Regions from separate parts of the Pan troglodytes genome. Here regions 2 and 3 are each linked to region 1. A link is a contact called in public HiChIP or PLAC-seq data. All regions are on one chromosome and are shown on one strand. The core of a region is the stretch at or near the end of the contact, and the rest is flanking DNA. Distances in the headings are between cores, read along the strand shown. Region 1 holds the start of CCDC80 (coiled-coil domain containing 80). Region 2 holds the start of GTPBP8 (GTP binding protein 8 (putative)). Region 3 holds the start of NEPRO (nucleolus and neural progenitor protein).

Evidence for each region. HiChIP or PLAC-seq counts read pairs in DNA pulled down with a chosen protein or histone mark.
Region 2: a contact with region 1 is called in an H3K4me3 HiChIP or PLAC-seq map of stem cell-derived excitatory neurons, with 18 times the contacts expected there. The contact joins the promoter of GTPBP8 here to the promoter of CCDC80 in region 1. A contact is called at or near these places in 5 of 7 Hi-C or Micro-C datasets (blood, induced pluripotent stem cells, a lymphoblastoid cell line and 1 more), 1 of 1 datasets of contacts at active chromatin or transcription factors (stem cell-derived excitatory neurons) and 1 of 1 other capture datasets (stem cell-derived neural stem cells).
Region 3: an H3K4me3 HiChIP or PLAC-seq map of stem cell-derived excitatory neurons shows a contact between it and region 1, with 12 times the contacts expected there. The contact joins the promoter of NEPRO here to the promoter of CCDC80 in region 1. A contact is called at or near these places in 2 of 7 Hi-C or Micro-C datasets (induced pluripotent stem cells and stem cell-derived neural progenitor cells) and 1 of 1 datasets of contacts at active chromatin or transcription factors (stem cell-derived excitatory neurons).

The regions. Positions count from the first base shown.
Region 1 is chr2:115,977,065-115,981,250 of NHGRI_mPanTro3-v2.0_pri, forward strand. It overlaps CCDC80 (coiled-coil domain containing 80), which reads right to left and starts at 1,731. Exons shown (of 8, transcript XM_001156251.7): 1 at 105-1,731.
Region 2 is chr2:116,325,612-116,329,825 of NHGRI_mPanTro3-v2.0_pri, forward strand. GTPBP8 (GTP binding protein 8 (putative)) reads left to right here and starts at 2,592. Exons shown (of 5, transcript XM_009446161.5): 1 at 2,592-4,214.
Region 3 is chr2:116,355,770-116,360,284 of NHGRI_mPanTro3-v2.0_pri, forward strand. It overlaps NEPRO (nucleolus and neural progenitor protein), which reads right to left and starts at 3,133. Exons shown (of 9, transcript NM_001251850.4): 1 at 2,942-3,133; 2 at 842-996. The coding sequence starts at 3,044.

The DNA of each region.
Region 1 (4,186 bases), core at 481-2,980:
CAAACTAGCATATTAATTATGACAACATTCACATTTCATTCCTTCAAAATAAGCAATAAAGAAACAAATAAACAGATCAAAGACAGAAAGGATTACACACTTACATGGTGGCTCATAGAGATGGAATGCAGAGGGTTGCAAAAGAAATCAGAAGTTTGGTTTCCAGGACAGTTTCCTAGATGAACTACTTTTCCTCCCAGCCCTCTCTCTCTTTACCGAGGGTGAGCAATACAAAAGGGGTGTGCTGCAGCTCCAGCTTTCAGAGTACCGCCACAGATCCACAGCCTGTCCTGATCTGAGAGCTGAGCCGATGCCTTTTCTTTCTGGCTGTGTCTTTTTACCTTCTGGACGTGTCTTTTTACCTTCTGGACAAGTAGGATGAGGTGAAAGGAGCTGTCCTTCTAAGTCTTTGTATCTCCATTTGTCTGCAGTTTCTCCTCGGTCTCGTGTGTCTGTGTGTGCCAGTCCCTTGTGCTGACACAGGACGTCCCTTAAAGTCCAGTCCTGGCGATTTCTGAATCTCACTCTTTCCCTCTTTAAAGTTCCAGGATCCTTCTTATCTCCCTTTCCCCCACAGTCTGGCTTAGTCTCTTTGTTTCCGGGCGTAAAAGCACTGGGATTAATATGTTTTCCAGGCTGAGGGAAAACACAGGAATGTGATGTCGAAAAGGGACTTTTTTTTTCTTTCACTATGCTTCTCTCCTCCCTTTATTTCTCCCTACCTTTTTCCTCCTCTTTTTCTTCTTCTTTTTCTTCTTTCTCTTGCCTGGATTCAGTCCCAGAAATGTTAGGACTACCTCAGTTTTGCTCCAAACCAAACTCAAACAACAGCAGCCACTGGAAATCAAGGACACTTCACTAAGAATTTAACAGATCAGCAGAACACCGCCTCCTTCCCATTTTAGCACGTTCAGAGTGGACTCAGTGAGGAGTGAGAGGGCTGTTCTTTGGGGTGGGGGAAAGTTTTTAAACTCCACACATCATCATAAATCACTTTAGAAGAGGATGACTGGTGCCTTAACCCCTTCCAAACCAAGTAATCGGGGTAACTTCTCTTCCAGTCTGTTCTTACACTGTACTTTGGAAGGAGAAAATTCTCCGATTTCTGCATCAGGCTACATGCTTTTCTTAGAGACAGATACTCATTTGGGTCAGGGTGCTTGGCTGTGCCGACACAGACAGTATATATGTATTTATAGTTCCATGTGTATATTCTTATATCTTTCTCCCTGCTTTGTGCTTTTAGTTTGAGGTTGGAAAAGCCCATGGAAAACATGACTAGGTTGTTTATATTTTATGCTAATTGGGGATCATATTACTGTGTTCTTGGTCCTAGTTTCTCCTCGGCATGGAAGGAAGCTGGTAAAAGGTTAGAAATGCAGGCAATGGCTGCAAGTCGAGATTGCAGTTGACTATTACATCAGGGAACAGGCATTATGATCTCTAGCTTCAAAGCTCTGGCTGCAGATGGTAGACTAAGGGCTCCCTTGGAGGTCCCGAGTGTGTGTGTTTGTGTGTGTGTGTGTAGTGCAATATTTTCCTCTGCAGAGACTTTAGATGTCTGAAGGGCTTTAGGCAATCCATAGAAGTAGACTTATCAGGTTCCGAAAGAGAGAGTGAGGCAGCTTTGGGATTCTACCTCCTGAGTCTGCCATAAGGATTCAGTGGAGAAGGAAGGGGTCTCAGGTTACGTGGATATTTCTTCCGGCCATGCTGGGCGAGCTGACTCTCCACGTCACTATTAACTGCCACCAACAGTGGCAAGCCAGGGTTCTCAGAAACCTCCTTGCCAGCTCAGTCATGCTAATAGCGTCCCTCACTGGATCAAACTTCATCCCTAGTTGTTATGCCTTGATCAGCCCCATCTTGCCCTGGTCACATTTGACTTTTTTCACATAAGCTACGAGCATGGAACTGAGAAAGTCCTGTATAGAGGTTAACTATAGAGTTGCCCGGCCACACTTTGAAGTCCCAGGGGTACCAAGAAGGATGGCCAGCCCTGCTGTGGCATTCTCTCAGACACTTGTAAGGATAATAACAAAAGTGGGCTTCAGGCAGAGACCCTCTGTCCACTGGAGTCATAGATTGCAGCCTTCGTGGTATTCACCTGTTGGGTTGATCAACCTAGCCTTGTGCTAAGTTGGAGGGTCCTAGATGTTACTTCCTTTCTCATAATTTTCTAATGCGTCCTACACTATCCTTACTGAGCTTTCTGCCTTCTGGCTTTTCATTTCCTCTTCTCTTCTCTCTGCTTATAACAACTACCATTTATTGAGCATTTACATGTGAAGCTTTGGGCTTAGTATTTTTGTGAATTCTTTTATTTAACCCTCACAGTATCCTTAGGAAGTAAATAGAATGATCCTCATTTTATAGATGAGCAAACTGAGGCTTGGTGAGTTTAAATAAATTGCCTATTGTCCCACAAAAGGTAAGCAGTAGCTCTGAAATTTGAACCCAGGTTTAGAACAGCCTACAAAGCGTGATGCTATCTTGCCTCTCTCTTTAATTTTCTACTCATACCTTCAGTTTCTTCCCTTCCTTCAATTCCTTTTTGCATTTCCCACATTCATAGAAGAGTTTCATTTATTTGTTCAACCAGAGTACTTACACTTTTAGAGTCCTACCGTCTGGGATAATTGTGTAACTGTACTTTTTGCTTTTCTCAATAGGTCCTTAAAGCCCTTTATTCTTTTTCTTGAATAAGTCATGACTTACACAAACCTCTCCATGATATGCACAACATTTGTCACCTGTGCGCTGGTAAAGCTGAAATACAGCCACTTTAGCAACCTCAAACTGACGGTGAGGAGCCACCCCAACCCTGAGTTGTGCCTGTCTTCCTAGGACCTCAGGCTTTCTTCCCTCTGTGAGCTTCAGTCACCAGATGGCGCACTAAACACACACACCAGAGAGGACCTAACACTCCACCACGTCCGTTAGTCCCCACCCCACACCCAACGCCTTCCCCCAGTCTCTTCTCACACACAGATACATACGCACACACTGGCAAAGTGGGGCTTCTCATGCTTGTTTTCATCTCAATGCCTAAACGCTTACCTGGGGCTTCAGAAAATCCTCCTGAAGAAGTCTTGGAGGCACGTACCTAATAAGAGCAATGATAAATTCTCATTCATTCATTTCCGGGGAGACCTATAATGATTAATGGCTTGTAATAATTCTCAATTCCAAGTCCGTTATTTAAGAGCTCCATATTTTGTAAGTCCTCCATTTAGATCTTTCTATTTTTCTGCAACTGAAGAAACAATTAACCAATTAGTGCTAGGGGTTGGGGGAGGGTGGTGGGGGTTGGTGATATCTGAAAGGAAGACATTGATGTTGAGTCAGAAAAGGTGAAAGGAAGAAAATGTTAAAGTAGACTTTAGAAATGCTAATTTGGGAATTAATTGATAGGAAACTACCTGACACTGGTTTTGTAGTAATTTGTGGGGAGGAAAGGAAAGAATGTACAAACTAGAACTGCTTTAGAGAAACTAGGGTGGGGATAGTTATTTGACGAAAGCTGGAGTGAATGTAAGAAGGCATCCAAAAAGGAGTGTGCTAACTGGTCAGACCCACACTAATCCAAGACTTCAGCAACCTGGGACCAAGGCTCAGGGTAACACGCTGTGCCAGGCACGCTAGAGAAACCAGGGTTTCTGTCACATGCCGTTGGTTCTCTTGCACAAAGTAACACTCAGAGATGTTACTGAACTGAATTCTATTGCTAAAATAAAAAACATTTGCTTAAGAAGAAACAAGAATAAAAAAAGGAGGGGAAAACAGCATGCTGTTCAGTGTGGTTTTGGAGGGAAACCACCTCTCCTGCTCTGTGATCATCAGTATCCCCAGCAAGAAAATTAGCTGAGCCATTTTATCACACCTTTGTGGCAGAGGCACAGATAATACTCACACTGAGGAGGCTGCTATGTGTTTTCCTTTCCATTTGCAGAACTCAATCAAATGTTCAGTCTTAGGATGCATTTGTGTCCTTCAGAATGAAAAAAGAATTCTTCTCTTTCTCAGTATTTTCAATGTAGGACAGACTAAAGAAATAAGTTGCCAGGTCAGAGACAAAGCCAAGGATGACTATTAATGCAGGGTGCTGCTGCAGCCCAGGTGATACCAGTGAGCTGGGGGTTTCCCAGGTGCCGGTGGGACCTTGACCCCAGCCAGTGTCCAGGCT
Region 2 (4,214 bases), core at 1,342-3,841, 350 kb after region 1:
CCCATATCATGCTCCTTCATATAAAGCCTCTTTCATCTTCCTTTCTCCCAATATTTTCTTCCTAATACAAGAGTTTGATATCCTAATTGGAATGTAACCAGGTCTTTCTCATAGTTTATCAGTACTCAGATAAATTTCTGGCATAGCAGACACTCAATAAATGTTCATTATCGTTGTTAAGACAAGCGGAAAAGTCAGGGTAAGAAAGGTCTAGTGGAAATCAGACACTGAGACCTAATCCATTCCCTCTCTCTATTTCTAGAAGTAAGTTTTGCTAGAGTCCCTGCTCTTGCTTCTGTCAGGACATTCAAACCATGTTTAACTTAGGATGGGAGTTCTCTGATGTCCCCAGTGTCCCCTACCTATCTAGGCCTACAAAGTTTACCTTCTTCATGTCTTAGATGGATTCCATAAGCTTGAAACCTATAGGACCTGGACATAAATTGGGATCACTCTGGACCTACTGGCCATTCACTATAGAGGCAGACATCGCAATAAGAACAATTGAGAGGATCCTGTCCTACCTATCTTCCTTCTATTCTTAGCTGAGCATGACAGAGTATAACTATGACATTTAGGGCAGATGAATTTTAGCAATAAAAGCTGATTCTGGGGATGATGTATAAAGTAACACCTGTCAAAGTCATATTAAATTTTTAAAACCTTGTTAACTTTGTGGTAAACTACCTCCTCGTTATCAAAACAGAAGGCACTTTTTCTCAGAAGGTTGGCCATAAATACATCCTAAGTCATACTGGGAATAAGCCATGTGATTATCTGGGGTAAGCATTCCAGGGAGAAGTACAAGGACACAGAGGCAGGTGTGTGTATATGGCTTGCTTGAAAAACAGCAAGGAAGCCAGTGTGGCTGGAATGGAGTAGACAAGGGGAAAAATAACAATAGATGAAGTCAGACAAGAGTGGAAGAAGAAAATGAAAGATCATGTAGGGCTTTTTAGGTTAGTGGAAGAACTTTTTCTATGAGTGAGACAGGAAGCTCCTGGAGGTTTAGCTTATGTTTTAACAGGATCATGGTTGCTGCCACTGAAATGGGAAAAGTACTCTTGTCCCCCTCGAAGGGCATGTGACAAGGAATGGCTCACTTCTTCAGGGCCCCACTGCTCAAACCTCTAGGGGAGCATACAGACAGGCAGGTTGTGGGGCTCCGACCCCACGACAGCATCTAGGGGTGGATGTTTACAGCTCCTGAAGCCTCAGTGGGCATCTGCTACCGTGTGCTCTTTTAGTTTTGTCATCTATAGGCAGCTTGTGTTAACCAGCTAATTAGACCCTCTACCTTGTCACAAGGACAAAGAGTTTTCTATATCCTGGGTTCTTGCCTTGGTGTACTGGAAGAATCGGATCACACATGGGCTTGGAGAATGAGTGCATGGTTTTGAGTGGAAGTAGCTCACAGCAGATAGGGGAGCCAGAAGGGAGATGGTTTTCCCCAGGAGTTCAGCCACTCAGCAGCCCTCCAACCACCCCGGCCAAACTCTGCATCATTCTACTGGTCAATGGCCTGCTGGTGGGCAGCCTGCTCCCCTCGACGTCCTCTTGACATCCAGCAGCTCGTGTCTTCTTCCACCAACGTGTTCCTCTCAAGGTCCAACCACTTGTGTGTCTGCCTGCTAGGTGTCGGGGTTTTTATAGGCACAGGATGGGGGTGTGGTAGACCTGGGTGGCTTTGGGAAATGCAACATTTGGGCACAAAGCCAGAAGTGCCTGTCCTCACCTAGGTCCGTGGGCACAGGCCGGGGGTGGAGCTCTAGCCAGGGACCTGCCCTTCTCCTCACACTTCCCTGCCCCACTTCCCTATCACCATGTTGCAAATATACTGAAGGGGGCAAAGGGCAAAGGTGGGTGATCAATTTGAAAGCTACTGCAATAATCTAGGTGGGAGATAATGGTGGCTTGTATCAGGGTGGTAGCAGTGGATGTGCTAAAAAGTATCCAATTCAGGATATGTTTTCAAGGTAAAGCCAAGAGGATTGCTAACAACTTGGACTTGGGGTAACAGAAAAAGGAGTCCAGAATTTTCTCCCAAGATTTTCAGCTAAGTCAATTGGAGGAATGGAGGTGCCATTGTCTCTTACAGATTAGGAGACAATTAGAGGATATTAGAAATTCTGTTTTGGACCTAGTAAATGGGAGGCGCATATTAGACAGCAAGGTTTTCTAATCTACAGTCCTTCTTTTCCCTACTTGGACTAAAACCCTATTCTGAATCTTAGCCCTGACCTAGTCCTGATCTAGCAGACTAGATCCTGACTCCCCATCTACACTTATTGGCTGAGCTCCTACTCCACACACAAAAAGACCACCTCAAACCAAGATGCTGCCAACAACAACAGATTCACAGTACTATTGCCAGAACCCAGAAAGTCCTGTCACAACATCCTATCCACCAGACTTGATTCCCTTCAATACTAATTTTGTTTTTACTATTTTTTTAGGGACAGTCTCGTTTTGTTGCCCAGGCTCAAGCGATCCTCCTGCCTTGGCCTCCCAAAGTGCTAGGATTACAGGTGTGAGCCTCTTTTCCTGGGCTTTGATAATTCCCTGTAGACCAGATGATTTCCACTGCAGCCCTACAATGGGGTTATTACAAACTAATTCCTCCCAATTCTAGCCCTCACCCGTCTCACTAGTAGGTCTCACTGCTACGTATGTTTCATATTTGAACTTCTGCAAATTATGAAAGAGTTTAATCATGTTGAGGGAAAACATAGTGTATTATTAACTCTAAATCATCCTTCTGAAGTTTTATATGCTTTGTTTACACAGATGCTTTTAAAAGATGAAGTGAAAGAGAAAAAAATATATAAATTGTCAAGTGGTTTTACTAGTCATACTTCTTTCCAGTAGACCGTTTGATCCTTCAAGCTTTGCATGACAAGACAATTTGTTGCAAAAAGTGTCCCATCAAATAATTCTAAAATGATTTGTCCTATCAGGTAAAATCCAAAATGATTTAGAATTCAGAAACATGAATGATTATTAAATGAATACTATAATGTCTATTAATCCCGGAACACCTCTAAAACCTTTCTAAGAATCACCAAAGCTCTTATTTCCAAACCTGGGGTTCCAAGGTTTGAAAACAAAATGGCATGTATAAAAGCACTTTCAAAGTATATTACATACACAGCGTGAGGCCTCTGAGCCCAAGCTAAGCTATCATAGCCCCAGTGACCTGCACGTATACATCCAGAAGGCCTGAAGATCCACAGAAGTGAAAACAGCTTAACTGATGACATTCCACCATTGTGATTTGTTTCTGCCCTATCCTAACTGATCAATGTTCTTTATAATCTCCCCCACCCTTAAGAAGTTTCTTTGTAATTCTCCCCACCCTTGAGAATGTACTTTGTGAGATCTATCCTCTGCCCCTAAAACATTGCTCTTAACTCCACCGCCTATCCCAAAACCTATAAGAACTAATGATAATCCCACCACCTTTGCTGACTCTCTTTTGGGACTCAGCCCACGTGCACCCAGGTGAAATAAACAGCCTTGTTGCTCACACAAAGACTGTTTGGTGATCTCTTCACACGGATGAATGAAACACACAGTAATGAGAATCCCAAATTTCTGATGTATACAACAGAGTATTATATACACTTTTATACATGGAGGAGAGAGAATAGCGAACAGAAAGGCACCCCAAACCCTAATGCAAAGAGCAATAAAAAATTAGCCAGCCAGCAGCACATCAGGCTGCCGTATTGGCTGCCCTCAAAGTCGCAGGTTCTGTTCATTAATTTTTGTATCATATTTATTCAAGAATTGTACTGTTTAGTTACTGAACAACCTGGGAAATAGCTCAAGAAACCATGAGTTACCCTTTCTGGGCTGCTGATGTTTTAGAAAACCTAGTTTTTTTAAACATATGAATATTTTTCAGTTATTCATGTCATCATCATGATACCTGTATCTCCCATTTCAGTACTGATCGACTTTAGGGAGAAACTTTTGAAATAAGATGATATTACGAAACGTCCACGAAACAATTCTGTAACATCTGTGCAAAACTGTTTTTGTAAGAAATCTCTAAAATTTAATGACATTTCCTGCACCTGTAGTGAAGGCGGAAATACAAACAGTCCCTTCCACGAAAACGAGGTGCTATTACAATCACATTTCTCAGCAGCCCTTTTCTTTTTTGCAAAAGTGTTTATCCTAGTGCTGCGGACTTACGACAAACGTCAACA
Region 3 (4,515 bases), core at 1,883-4,382, 380 kb after region 1:
ACCATGGTCCCAGATCTTTCTTTGATGAAATCTTCACCCTGTTTGCTTTAAGTACTAGGGGTAGAAAACTAACCAGAAAGCATGCATCTGTAAGGTTAGAGACTGTGTCTACCTTTTTCACTCCTCTATACACAGCACTAAGCAGAATGCCTGGCACACAGAAAGTTCAAAAACACTTGCAAGGTAGCCCTGTCACACAATGGATAGCCTTCTGAACTTCCAGAAAATACTTGCAGAATTAAGTGAATGAATGAATGAGCATATCAGGAAGCCAGCTTAAGAGAGGCTCTACTCTATGGTGTAGCCCCTGAGCTGGAGGGCCCAATTTTGTCTTAAGCTCCAAACATTACATGAAACCAGTTTACACCACAACTTGCTATGTACCCACTTACTCTAACATACCACCAATTAGATTATGTACCCCATTATAAGTAGACAAGTTTTTTAAAAAATAATTTTAGCATTTTGATTATGCCCAGGGAACTGTTTCTTAATGTCCAACATTTTGTCTTGGTCAAATCACTTTATCTTTGAGCTGGGCAAAGGCACTGTTGTTATAGATTGTATATAATGAAGAAAATGTTTACTTGCCTATTAGAAACAAGACTGGGAAAGAATCTAAACATACTTCTTTTCTAACAAAAATTACTTTTTGAAATGCTGAAATGCTTTTAAGAAAAAAAAAAGAAACTGCACATGTAACTGTGGGCTATAGGCCTATAAAACACAAGTAATTTACTGAGATTTCCACGAGATTTCCATAAATAGCAATATAGTAAGTGGCAGTGTGATCTACATTTTCAAGTGAACAGGTTGGGTCTCACCTACCGGGCTTCCTCACCTGTTTGAGGGCCAAATGGGGTTTGTGGCGGCCCATTCTGTTGTGATTGCTGTAAAGGACTGCACATAACACATCTGTTTCTGCATCTAAGGTTTGGCTCTTCAGCGACAGTATGACGAGATGGCATTCTTTAATTACAGCTGCAATGCAAAGGTCTGAAGCAGAGACATCTAATAAGATTTAGTATGTATTTCTACAGTAAGTATATTATATTAAAAACACACTAAAAAAAGCATCTTTCCTTATTTGTTTTAAAGGAATCAAAAACTAATGTAATCAGTCTCAACTGTTAAGAACGTAAGGATTCTAAGTATGAGAGAAGTTGGAAAATGGTAACAGATGATATAAAGTCCAGGAAATCGTTAAGAGAACATCTGTTAAACAAGAAGCTATATCTTTGCATTGCACTTTATCATGGTTTAATAATCTTTCATATGAATACTTTGCTGTCAGTCATTTGGTGTACACTTACGTCTCATGTGTACCCTTAAGCCCCCACCTTGAAGGTGGGGCACATGTCACAACATGTGTAATAACTCTCTAACTCCCCATGTTGCTATGCCCGAAAGCAAGACAGAATGAATAAATTCACAGTCTTCAGAATCAAGGCTTCTGTGTTTGGATATCACTTTATGAGAGACACAAACATATTCAGAAAAGAAAAACCACCAAACTGGAAATCGTATTATTTGATGAACGCCTGACTGAACACCGGGTGCTCATCAGCAGATGCTTCCTAGTCTGAAAATCTGTAGTAGTCCCTAAGATGTAGTTCATGTGTTATTTATGGCTCTAAAGGCAGCACTAGCATTCTAAGTGGAAGTAAAGGCTGGTTGCTACCTAACAAGAATTTTCTTACTGTCCCAACAACTACCTGAAGACAGAATGGGCTGCCTCGGGGATGGATAGTGAGTTGGTGAATTTCCCAGGCCTAATAGGAGTTGTTAAAGAATTTTTGAATAGAGAAAGAGGGAGGATTAATCTGTAAAGTGTGTAGGAAGGATAGATGGGATAATCTGTAAAGTGTGTAGGATGGATATATGGGAAAGGGGATGTGATGATCTAAGTCAAGCTTGTCCAACCCGCCTTATTTTGTTGTTCTGTTCTGTTTTGTTTTGGGCTTTTTGCAGCTTAAAGCCATGGTTTTTAGTTTGTCTCTAGTGAAAAGAGGGATGAGGAAAGGGCTTTACCAGCCCAACCGGAAACAAAGAACCTATGACTGTATTCTCTCCCTTGGGCCCCGGAGCTACGTATTTAACATTCATAACAGCTTCCATTTGAGTGTTCATTTACCATGCCAGGCAGTGTTCCAAATGCTTTCTCTACATTATCAACTCTTTCATCCCCCCAAACAGCCCTATGAGGAAGGTGCTACAACTCCATTTGAAAGTGAGATCAGTGAGGCACAGAAAGGTTCAATGACTCCTTCAAGCTCCAGCAAAGGGTAGAGCTAGTATTCAAACCCAAACAACCTGGCTCCTGCGCCAGGCTCCTACCTACTATATGCCCTTCACCCTAACAAATACCATCCATGTAGGTGGCAAAACACCGTCGTTTACAGCGCACTGTCTCCTAAATTACATCATTAGATATTCCCAACGCCCCTGTGAGGAGTAGGACTAACTCCATTTCACAGATAAGCAGATAGAGGTCCGAAAAGATTGCAGTTTGAGTCCCAGTGCTTAGGTGACGTCCACCGCTCCTCGGGGACAGGAAAAAGAAGGAAAGGGGAAATGGACGGAAGGGTAAACAAGACTCCGAAGACCCGGGTGAGCAAGGGTTCCCAGGCAGCACTGTTCCCCGGCACCAGCTGAGTCCACCTCTCTCCGCCCCCTCAGCGCACGGCTGAGCCTTGGTCCTTCATCTCTCCAGCCAAGCCCTGGGTTAGCACAGCTGGTTCAATGAAGGAATGCGAAGCCAGAGGCCCTACAAGCTACACCAGCAAAGTGCTGGGACCTCTCGACCCCTACGTGCCCCGCGCCCCTTCCCAGCGTCCCCCGGGCCGGGAAGTCCCGGTACCACCCCCGCCCACGTGCGCCGGCTGGCCCTGGCGGCCTCCCCCGGAAACGTTCCCCCCTCCTCGCCCGGCGCCTCACTCACCAAGGGCCGCGCCGGGGTTCTGCACTGTCACTGCGCTGCGGTTCCCCGCCTTAGGGATTCTCACACGGTTCCACGGCTCCGGGCCCGGCGGCACCGCAGCCATCTTGCGAGGCGGGGGGACTTAAGAAAGGCGGAACTACGCGAGAGCACGTCGAGCGACCGGAGGTGGGGCGATGGGACCCAGTCCGGGCCGGAAGGGAGCAGGGGGTGGGGCTCGGGCGGGGCCAGGAGCCCGGCCGGAGCCAGGAGCCCGGCCGGAGCCAGGAGCCCGGCCGGAGGCTGCCTTCATCGAGTAAACGCGTGGGACTGGGAAGGACCCAGTCATCTGTATATTGGTTACCAACACGTGGCCGCCTAGAATCATGGGGGAAAAAAGGCCCCATCCCAATAACCAACAGAATCTCTGAGAATGGGGTGAGGAATCTGCGTTTTGTTTAAACTTAGCGCAGGGGATTCGGAAGCACAACCAAGTTTGGAACTGTTAAATACTTCTAGGCGTTTTACAAATATGGAAAATGAGGCCCAGAATTGAGTTGGTGCTTTTACCCCCAACTCTGCCTCAGACATTAGGGGGGAAAAGGAAGAAATGAAATGAAGAGGTTTGTGCAAGGTGTGGAATTTGTAGCGAAGAAGCAGTGATTTGCTTTGAGTGGTAAAGGAAGGCTCCTTTATGTCTTGAACCACAGCAAAACCTAGATCACATCAAAGAAACTTGGAAGACACCTGTCAGTCATTCCCACTTCTGTCAGTCTCCAAGACAAGATCATATTCCAAGCTCTAGTGATCCTTACCTCATTAATATCTTTCTAATAATTCATTTATCCTCAGCCATGCTAATGCCCCCTTAAGTTCTTAACACTCCCACAGTAACGTATTAGAAAAACAGTGAATTTTGGAAACAGACTGCCAAGGTTCTAGTTCTAGCTTTGCTGTTTACTAGCTCGGTGATCTCAGGAAATTTACTTACCTCCTCCTCCAGACCTTAGTATCCCTGTGGGTAAAATGAAGATGATAATAATAGTATCAATCTCACAGACTTGTGAAATGCCAAGGCACTCCTGGCATACAAACAATGAACATTTACCATAGTTAATATTGTTGATGTTATTACTACTATTTCATGCAAGCAGTCTTACTTTATTGAAACACTTTCCATGCTCTTTCTGTGCGCCTTTACACATCTACCTACTCTACCTGGGTCATCCTCGGAAACACAATCTCCTTTCCTCAGCTCTGGGGTCGTCACTTGGGGTAATTCTTCCTAAACACCCCATCCTCACTCCATAACTTGATACAGAGGCCCCTTTAATGTGTTACCACAGTGCCCTATGTTGGCCTATGTATTAGTTTTCTATTGCTGCTGTAACCAATTACGACAAACTTAATGGCTTGAAATAAGTAGAAGTTATTTTACATTTCTGGAGGTCAGAAGTCCAAAATTAATTTCAATGGACTGAAGTTGGCAGGGCTGGTTCCTTCCGGAATCTCTAGGGAAGAATTCATTTCCTTTCCTTTTCCAGCTTCTAGAGGCTGCCTTCATTCCTTGGCTCATTTCACTATCCTCCACCTTCATT